Linked DNA regions of Danio rerio: region 2 is linked to region 1. Evidence: chromatin contacts called from public Micro-C data. All regions are on one chromosome and are shown on one strand. The core of a region is the stretch at or near the end of the contact, and the rest is flanking DNA. Distances in the headings are between cores, read along the strand shown.

Region 1 (4,937 bases), core at 1,360-3,859:
CGCTGTGAGTTACGCCGGTCACTTGACGCAGAAGTATAAACCAGGCTTTAGCCCTACGCCTTCAAGCTAAAGAGAATGAAGACACCCTTACCCCTTCACGTGATTGCACAAAATGACGGTAGGGGTAAGGGGTATAGGGCTAAGGAGTTTAATTGGGATTGAGTCTTTGTTTCTGTTCTGACTGATTTTTGTTTGTTTGATGTTGCTGCTAAAGTTTAATGTTAATTTTTATTAACTAAAGTTCATTTTATTTATAATTGTGTAGTTTTATAATAGTGAAGTTTGTTTTTCTTTATTTTGACTTTTCCTTTTTGTATTACATTTATTGAGGCTTTTATAGCTGTCAATATATTGTTTGTTGACCATAATAATGAACCAGAATTTTTATTATCCGCACACTCATCAGTTTAATTAAAATTTGTTGTAGTTTATATGAACATTTTAATAATGAGTGTGTCTTTGTGTGTAATATGATTCTTCTCTGTGCCAAATTTGTGTAGCACATCACTCTTTTACTAGCCCCTGTTGTGTTTAATGATGTCCTGTTTGGCCTTCATCCAGAAACAAAGAAAGAACTGTGTGTGTGTGTGTGTGTGTGTGTGTGTGTGTGTGTGTGTGTGTGTGTGTGTGTGTGTGTGTGTGTGTGTGTGTGTGTGTGTGTGTGTGTGTGTGTGTGTGTGTGTGTGTGTGTGTGTGTGTCTGAGTGTGTGAGTGTCTTATGCTAGATCCATATTTGATGAACTGCTACTTATCTCTGCCTTACACACATGTAAGCACACAAACACACACACATAAGGACTTCTGCCTGTGTTTTTTCTGAGTGTTTGACCTATATTATTCTGCCTTTGTTTTAAGGTTCTGTCACTTTTAATAGTCTCATGGGCCAACACAAGTGGATGGAGCAGAGATGGCTTTGTGCTCGCGTGAAGCGCACACGTTTACATGCCCACATGAACACAGACTTGGCAAGAGACAGAGCTTTAATAGGCGGTCTTTAGGGTGTTTTCTGAGGGTCTGACTTCAATCGACCTCTGGCGAGACATTAGACTGCATGTTTATGAGTATATGCGCATTATAAGTGTTTAAGCAGGTGATCTGAAATGCTCAACATCACAGATTCATACGCAAACTGTATGTATTTTTGTCTTAAAAATTATATATATATATATATATATATATATATATATATAATTTTTTTTCCCCTTGTGTTAGTTTTTGGTGTTGCATTTTTGGTTGTTGGTTTGTTTGTTTTAGTTTTGTTAGTTTTGTTTAGTTCTATCGTGGCCTATATTTTATTGTTTCTGATGTCCTGTTTTAGTTGCTTGCTTAATGTTTGTTTTTTTGTTTTCTGTTTGTGTTAACATTTTTTGTTGTGTTTTTGTTTGACTTTTTTGTTATTTATGGGATGGTCTGTTGTTTTTTGTTTTGTCGATATAGCCATTTAGATTTTTTTGTGTGTGTGGCTTGTGGTTTTATTCATTCATTTATTTGTTTTTTTGTTTGTTTTTTGTTTGTATGTTTGTTCATATTAAATGGATTTCAGGGCATTTGATTTGATTCAGTTCTTGATTTAATTCAGTGATTATATAAGTTTTTTATAAATGCTATTGATTTTATATATATATATATGTGTGTGTGTGTGTGTGTGTGTGTGTGTGTGTGTGTGTGTGTGTGTGTGTGTGTGTGTGTGTGTGTGTGTGTGTGTGTGTGTGTGTGTGTAAAATATTATTTTGGACATCTGAATGCAGTTATACACTTCCCTACAAATCATCCCAATCAAAATAAAATCATGATTTTTTTCCCAAATAGAGTCATCTTTGATTTTGACTTTGAAGTTATATTCATATCGCAATATATCACAGAAAAACGAAATATTGCAATGTCAGTTTTTTCCAATATCCTGCAGCTCTAATACAGTATATACACTTAAGCTGCTGTGCTGTCACTTTAAGATGTACATGAAAAAATTTAATTAATTAATTAATTAATTAAACTTAGACACGACTGTGATGGTTTGTTTACATGAATACTCAGCAAGATGTGCATTTCAGGAGCTTCTGGTGCTTGCACTGAAGAAAGACGCCTGTCAGTCTCTTTCACATTTTAATGACTCATCAGATGTCATTATATGGCTGTCTGCATGGATGTTTGCAAATAAACTGTACAGAGAAATCGATGTCAGTTGACATTATAGATTGCTCAGCCCTACCACATTTCCTTTGATGTACTCTAGTGCGTTACACACTTTCAAAACCCCCAAAATACTGAATATAGAACTGAAAATTTTAATACGCAATTTTCGAATATTAATATTGAACCGACCACTTTAAAAACTCAATAAAATAATACATTTTTTGTTTGTCCAGCCCTAGTGTTTGTTTGTGTGTGTGTGTGTGTGTGTGTGTGTGTGTGTGTGTGTGTGTGTGTGTGTGTGTGTGTGTGTGTGTGTGTGTGTGTGGATAGTGCTCTTTGTGTTGGGTTTAGTGCCGGCAGCTTGCTGTGAGGGGGGGATCCTTTGTGTCCTAATTGAAGTTGTTCAGTCTGGCTTATCACAACCCCTGCCCCGAGTGATTGTGCATGTGTGTGTGTGTATGTGTGTGGGGGATGGTTTTTGGGGGCCGAGGGCTGCCTTTTTATTGGGGTTCCTTGTTGCCCAAGGCGTGAGGCATGAAGTTCATAATCCCTGTGTCTCTCTCTCTCTCTCTCTCTCTCTCTCTCAGTTAATTGGCATCTTTATCAGTGTTATGTAGGGTGGGCTTGTAAACATTGATTTCATTGTTATATCCTGATGGGGTGAGATGTGTCTTGTGAAGTAAGCAGTGCTTTGTAGTTCAGAGGGATTCATTAAGGTGTGTTAATGAAGGAGCATGATACGTGTATTAAAATGTTTGTAGCTGTGGATCATTTTTAATTAGAGCTACTCAGATATTAGTAGCTATGTTTTGGTTAAGTGGGATGCAGCAGTGGTCAGTGATGGTTAGCTGATAATTGTCATTCTTTTCTCTTTGTTTGTTTGTTTGTTTGTTTGTTTGTTTGTTTGTTTGTTTCTTTCTTTCTTTCTTTCTTTCTTTCTTTCTTTCTTTCTTTCTTTCTTTCTTTCTTACAGTTCAGTTCAATTCAATAAAGCAGAGACTTTAAATATTACAAAATGTTTATTCTTTTAAATTTTTACTTTTTTATCAAAAGTAAACCTAAAAAACTTTTTAAATGTTTGTATTATTGTTATTATTATTATTATTTATTATTATTATTATTATTATTATTATTATTACTATTACTATTATTATTATTATTATTATTATTATTATTATTATTATTATTATATTATTTTTTATTATTTTATAATTATCATTACTATTATTATTATATTACTATTTATTATTATTATTATTATTATATCATTATTATTATTATATTATTATTTATTATTATTATTATTATTATTATGTATTTTATCTTGTGTATTATTTGTTGTTGTTGATGTTTTTTATTGTTATAATTTTTTATTATTTTAAAAAATAGTTGTAAATTGTTGCGAATTTAATTAGTTTTTTGTCTTTCTGTTGATTAAAAGTCAAACATTTAAAAGATGCATCTTTTTTGTAATATAACTTTTATGTGACAATTTTTTGTTAAAAAGCTAAAGTTTTAATATTAATAAATGATTACAGAGAAGCAATTTCAAAGGATTTCTGAAGGATCACGTGACACTGAACACTAGAGTAATGATGCTGAATATTCAGCTTCGCTATCGCTGAAACACCAGACATAAATTATTCAGAACAGATCAAGAAACAGAAATCAGAATTATAAGCCCCTATAAAATTATTGTATAAAATTGTAAAGGTGGACGTTTCTGGGGACCGTGAAATGCATCCTGGGAGGTACATATTTTTGCAGTTTTTTGTTTTAGCCAATCAACGAGAGACTGTTTTGTGCTTTTCTTTCGTATCTTAAATTTGTCTCACGAGTGCCGTTCGCGCCCACAATGTTCTCGTGTAAACCCACCAGAGGCCACTAGCCTCCAACCGTCTGTCTAAATGATTGACTGTGCGACCGGCCAATCGACTGACCCACCCTTCTCCTTCCCTAAACTCAACCAATTTTACCAATTGACCCGCCCACCCGTTTACTTCCCTTAACCAACTAACAACAACTAACTAATTTACAAAAGCCATCCAAAAAAAAAGGCCTCGTCTGATTTTAACACGTTCTCGGATTTTACCACATTCTCACCCTGTTATGATCTTGTTCACTTTATTTTTTGCATTCCGTTTTTGTCTTACCTGATTTCTGGAACCGCTCAGACTAAAAACCGGTGATGGATTGATGCTTTGTGACATTGCAGAAAAACACACTCTCTCAGCACATGATTGAACGTCACAGCACATTAAGTTTCACGCTGTTAGACATATTTGGATAATACACTTGGAAATATTTCAACTTAAACCTGTTCTGAAAATGCATATTTCTAAAAAAAAAAAAAAACCTTCTTCTTTTGAGGTATATGAAATGATGGACACATGAACAAGCATATTGCAACATCAGTCCACATGTGGTTAAGCCAGGCAACAACACATACTGTACCACTGGAAAAACTACTTGATTTACAAAAAAAATAAAAATAAATGTGTTTTGACACATGGTCCACTTTCTGGAACTTTCTTAAGGATGCTGCTTGGCTAGCCTTTACCTTTCTAATCTTGGTTTACAATCTTCTTATATTTCTGTTTTTGCTCCTAAGACTTTGTATACAATTAAGTGGATAACAAACTTCTATACAGGGCAGACAAACCACAGGAAGCCGATCGCCTCCATCCCCAAACCCCCCCTTTCACTTACCGATCGCCTCCACTAATCCACACCCCAATTCCCCTTTTTTTAATTGAGGAAAAAAAGCACATTGCATCAAAGAAACATGCACACCCTTCATTTAA
Region 2 (5,671 bases), core at 987-3,486, 130 kb after region 1:
GCCTTTTTTGTTGTCAATACGCACCCTCTAGTGTTGAAAATTACATACTGCGCCTTAAATTTACTCACCCTCAAGCCATCCAAGATGTTATTGACTTTTTTCATCTTCTTATTAATCTATTTATATATTTATTTTATGTATTTGTAATTAATTAATTAATTAATTAATTTTTACAGAACAACCCCTTCTCCAAAAATTTTACCACTTACAGATCAGGGAATAAAAATAATAATTAATATTATTAAATAAACGAATGAACGAATGAATGAACAAACGAACGAATACATGAATGAATAAATGAATAAATAAATAAATAAATGGATAAACAAATAAATAAAAATGAAGCAAAAATAAATAAATAAAAATGACTGCCATCACATATTCCTTAAAAAAAAACATGCACAGGCAAAACAAAATACAAGTGTATTTTCCTGATAAAGCAAAACAATCATTCTCTAAAGGCACCAACCATTATGTATACATTATATTAGATTTACTCCACAGCCTCTGCAAATGCCCCTGAACACATTTGCATCAGTCTGGAGCATATATACACAAACTTAATCTTACTTTATTTTAAAGGTTGCAATATGCAAGATAAGTTTGGTTCATTTTGATGAGCAATACATCATCTCTCCTACCCCCTCAGTACATAAACAGTGCTAGCTAAAGTTTGCATCTCTCATTATGCTGCAGGAAACACACTCCAAATTGCCAAGGCTGTGGATTATAGGTAATAACGCTGTAAATAATGTTCAGTTTCGTACACAGACTTATTGGTTCACATAACAAAGTCCCAATTTAATACAATGTGTCATAGTATACATTGTTATTTTCAAACTTAAAGCATTTTATGAGTCACCAATGCCAACTGTTACAAATTTAGTTAAAAAAATGTTCATGTTCTTCTGAAGAAAAGGCCACCAATGCCCTGAACGAGCTCAGAATGAGTGAATTAACATCCGATTTTCATTTTTTGTGTGAACTATATCTTACTTTATTGTTATTATTATTTATTATTATTATTATTATTATTATTATTATTATTTATGTTTTTTATTTATTTATAATTTTTTTCCCCAGTGATGGATTGCAGCTGAAAAGGCATCCCGTTCATTCCGCTGTGGCGACCACAGATTAATAAAGGGACCAAGACAAAAAGAAAATTGATGAATGTATTAATATTATTATTATTAATATTATTAACAATAAAATTAGCCATAATTGCATATTCAAAAATCCAATAAATATAAGCTGCGTCTCATTTCAGACTTCAAAGGTGAGTCCTTCGAAATCCACACAAGCTGAGTGTTATGAAATGAGATGATCTAGTCTACAGAAACAGATCTCGTCACCTAGCTGCCGTTAATAAGCTGTAATAAAATTTGTATTGATCTTTAAAATTTTAAATGATCTGAAGGCAAAGCAAGATTTACAAAAGCTGAAAATATATTTCCTTTGATCCATACATGTACACATAAAAATGTAAACAGTCTATAAAATCACCTTTTAATAAAACATGTCATACATTTTTTGCGTTTTAACATGTGTTTAAATATCCAAGCTAAATGAAACCTAATTTATACATTTAATCCGGAGTTTTCTTTTAAAAACGTCCTGCTGTTAACAGTGCACAATGAATCTTGGGATGTTCAAGGCTGCAAAGGACCCACCGGTTGTAATCACCCATTACCTGGGAAACTAAGGACACATTTTGAGGCTGGATTTGAAGGAGCTTTCAATTTTTTTGATATGAGACAGCCTTTGTCATGACGCAGTGCCCTTCAAATGCATCCTTCAGAAGATGCAGCCTCTGAAATGAGACACCGATATAGAGTTGGTGTTACAAAAGTGCACAAATAGAAACAACAAAACAAAAAAGATTGAGGGTAATAAATAAATAGATGAATGAATGAATGAATGATAAAAAGGAAAAGAAAAAATGAATTATCTTACTTTATGGTTGTACTTTTGTTGTTCATGGCTTACCAATAGAGGGAGACATTGTTATTCTTAAACTCACTGTTTTTCTCTCTCTCTCTCTCTCCTCGCTCTGTTCAGAGCTACCTGTTCCTGCTGTCCTCAGATTATGAGAGGTCGGAATGGAGGGAAAGCATTCAGAAACTGCAGAAGAAAGGTTAGATTACTTGTCCTATTTAAATACAGAATTGTTCTCCACTACAGCGGCACATTATCATTACAAAATGACACAATCCATAAGCCACTCCAGTACTGCTCAGTGTTTAAATCTATAGGTCTCCACTAGAGGGCCTTGTTTTGCAGGATTATTATTGTTTTCTATTATTATTTGCAAAATGTAATATTGAATAATTCTATGAGTATATCAAAGAGCATCACACTACTGAAAATGCAGTGCTGAAATCTTAGGTAATATTAATTTATTTGTGAATTTTGTTTGCACTTTAATTTAAGTGCCACTTTTTACTACTGGGTTATTACCAGTTTATTAAGATATTGTTTTATTTATTAAGTATATTTTTATTCTACATCCCTAATCCAACCCAATACCTAAACCTCTACTACTTTACTAATTAATAATAAGTAGCAAAATAGTACTTTATTGAGCTAAACGTCTTAGTTATTGGTTGTGGTCAAGAATTAAACCAGAAAGTTGGAGAAGCAAATAAGCTTTTTTTGGGAAAAAAAATCTATTTATTATGCACTTTAATCTTTAAAACTTTCCACAACTGCTACACTGCAAAAAAAAAAAAAAGAAAGAAAAGATAAGAAAAAGAAAAATCCTACTTATTGTTTTTGTCTGGTTTCTATCCACAAATTCTTAAATCAAGAAGCTTTTTTTTAGACAATAATAAAAAATTCTTGTTTTGAGAAATAATATGCCAAAATGAGTTTTTCCGGGCGAGGCAGTGGCGCAGTAGGTAGTGCTGTCACCTCACAGCAAGAAGGTCACTGGTTCGAACCTCTGCTCAGTTGGCGTTTCTGTGTGGAGTTTGCATGTTCCCCCTGCCTTCGCGTGGGTTTCCTCCGGGTTCTTCGGTTTCCCTTACAGTCCAAAGACGTGCGGTACAGGTGAATTGGGTAGGCTTAATTGTCTGTAGTGTATGAGTGTGTGTGTGAATGTGTGTGTGGATGTTTCCCAGAGATAGGTTGCGGCTGGAAGGGCATCTGCTGCGTAAAAACTTGCTGGATAAGTTAGCGGTTCATTCCGCTGTGGTGACCCCAGATTAATAAAGTGACTAAGCCGACAAGAAAATGAATGAATGAGTTTTTCCATAACCATTTAACTTCCCCACCAATAAAAAATTTGATTGCATTTCTTAACTGCTAATGCCACTAGTTATCACACACAATACATTTTGTTTTTCAACACATCCCATAGTTTCTAAAATATTGACCAAATGGTTGATGTGTCAGTTTATGGTAAATGTACCGGAATTAATACATTTACTATAAAAAATCTGAAAATATGAAGTGTAAGACCATTTTTGTTTTCTTAAATATATATAAAAAAAAAAACATTTTCAAGTATGCCATAAAATATTTTAGATTCTCATTTAACATGTTTTCTTGTTTTTTTCTTGTTATTTATTATTATATTTTTTTTACAATAAAACCCAAATCAAGTGTAGTAGTGCAACACCATCATTTTTGTTTGATTTTTAAATTTTTTTTTTTTGTAAGCCAACAATGCTGTGCGTGTAAACCATTATATAACAGTCATTCTTTAAATGAATTTAACAGTATTTAAAACAGACGAAATATGGTCAAGCATTTGGTAGAGCAGGCAGTCAAAGGGTTAAGACAAGCAAAATAATCTGCTAGTGGGGTAAGCAAAATAATGTTGTTTTTCCTTTTGATAATAGATTATTTTGCTTGTCTTAAGAAAAAAATCACAAATTTTTGTGTAATTCCTAAAACAAGACAATATTTTTTGCTAGTCTAGAAAACGCTTCTTGATTTTATAGTAAGAAAAGAAGTAAAAAGGTAATAAAAGTTTTTTTTTTTTCAAAAAGCATAGCAGTGTCACTAAAATGATAATATCACAGCTGTGTTTAGTTCATAGTGTGTGTTTGTGTGTTTCAGACCTGCAGGCATGTGTGTTGAGTTCAGTAGAGCTGCAAGTGTTAACCGGCTCATGTTTTAAACTCAGAACTGTTCACAACATCCCCGTCACCAGCAACAAAGATGGTAAGAGACACATATGTTTACTGGAACAGCTCTCTGATTACTGATGTAGTGCTTTTGACAGAAGTTACTGTAGTACAGAGTAGCAGTGATATCAATTTTTTCAGAATTTTTTCAACACATTTTTAAACATAATAAACATAATAGTTTCAATAATTCATTTCTTTTATCTTTGTCAAGCTTAACAGCACATCATATATTTTTTTTTAAGTATTTCGCAAGATACTAGTGTTCAATTTAAAGTACAACTTAAAGGCTTAACTTTAAGCTTAACTTTTTTGGTTAACTAGTTAGGTTAGTTTATTTATGCAAGTCAAGGTGTTTGTTCTGTGGCCATTTGGGAAAAATAGATCCTAACTGTCACCATAGACATGAAAACGACATGTTCGATTTAAATAATTGCCAGTCTTCAAACTTTTGGTGCATAAATTTACCCTAGGTCTCATTTTAAAGAAGACACTTGTCTTATTGTAGCTAAAGTGAAGCTAAGTTTAAGAAGTTAGAAAAATTAAAAGGTTATGGAAAAATAAAACAATACATTTATTGTTTAAAAATTACATGAAGTAAGTATTTTAGAAAATAAGTTTTAGCCCAAATGTCAGAGACAATCAAAGCTAAATATCTAAATAATTTATATTCCAAATATAAAGTTAGTATCTTACAAAACGAGCTTTCAGTAAAATTTTGTTTGGCTGCAGTACCAAACATGACCACCAGATGGTCTATTTCTATGTATGTTTTGAAAAACATGAACCATATATATATTTTTTATATATATACTTTTGACAATTTGTGTAAAGTATGCATACAATTCTAAAGTAGTATGGGCAGCTTGGTGGTATTTCATTTGAATTTTGCCTCTTAAATATATACTTTTTAAATTGTAAATGCGGATTGCTGTAGAAAAGTAATGATTAAGAGTATGCTTATCACAAGTTAATAATTGTTGCTCAGTAAATATCTATCAGAAATTTGTCACCAGATATGGAACCTAGACATTTTAAGCTTTAATATGATATATAGCCTGTCATAATTGCTTTGTTTAGACTATAATATTATAGTTTAATTTAAATATGTAACTGCAAATGGTTATAAACAGGTTAAAGGGTGAGAGTAAATTAATTTTGATCTATTACTCTTCCTTATTAATAATAAAAAACAACAGTAAAATATGTTTTTAGAAGAGTTAGACCTTTCCAATGATATATAGTTTGTCATGATTAGATTATGATTTATTTGCAATCACTTTTCAAACCACTTTTCAATCACAATTACTATCAACCTTAAAAATTGATTTTAAAAACTCAAAAGCTGCTTTTATTTCAGCCAAACTAAAAGAAATGAGACTTTCTCTAGAAGAAAGAAATATTGTTGAATACTGTGAACATTTCTGTTGAATCTGTTAAATCATGACTTGGGAAAAATCTTCTTTGTATTAAAAAATTCACAGGAAATCTATCAATTTTGCCTTTAACTGTTTGTCATTTGTCTTCCTCTGACTACA

Evidence for each region. Hi-C and Micro-C count contacts between places; a contact is called where the count stands out from the background.
Region 2: a Micro-C map of caudal fin shows a contact between it and region 1, with 4 times the contacts expected there. The contact joins two enhancer-like sites. A contact is called at or near these places in 3 of 18 Hi-C or Micro-C datasets (caudal fin, skeletal muscle and an unstated tissue).

Annotation. Positions count from the first base shown.
Region 1 is chr5:68,329,327-68,334,263 of GRCz12tu, forward strand. The region is part of intron 1 of abr (ABR activator of RhoGEF and GTPase); the gene reads left to right. Among named protein-coding and RNA genes, the nearest start is that of abr, 38 kb to the left of the region's middle. Within about 2 kb of position 2,610, at least 20 of the 62 cell types and tissues checked have an H3K27ac peak or open chromatin away from gene starts, as enhancers often do.
Region 2 is chr5:68,460,210-68,465,880 of GRCz12tu, forward strand. abr (ABR activator of RhoGEF and GTPase) reads left to right here. Exons shown (of 23, transcript NM_001368694.1): 12 at 2,062-2,137; 13 at 4,066-4,170. Among named protein-coding and RNA genes, the nearest start is that of abr, 170 kb to the left of the region's middle. Within about 2 kb of position 2,237, at least 3 of the 62 cell types and tissues checked have an H3K27ac peak or open chromatin away from gene starts, as enhancers often do.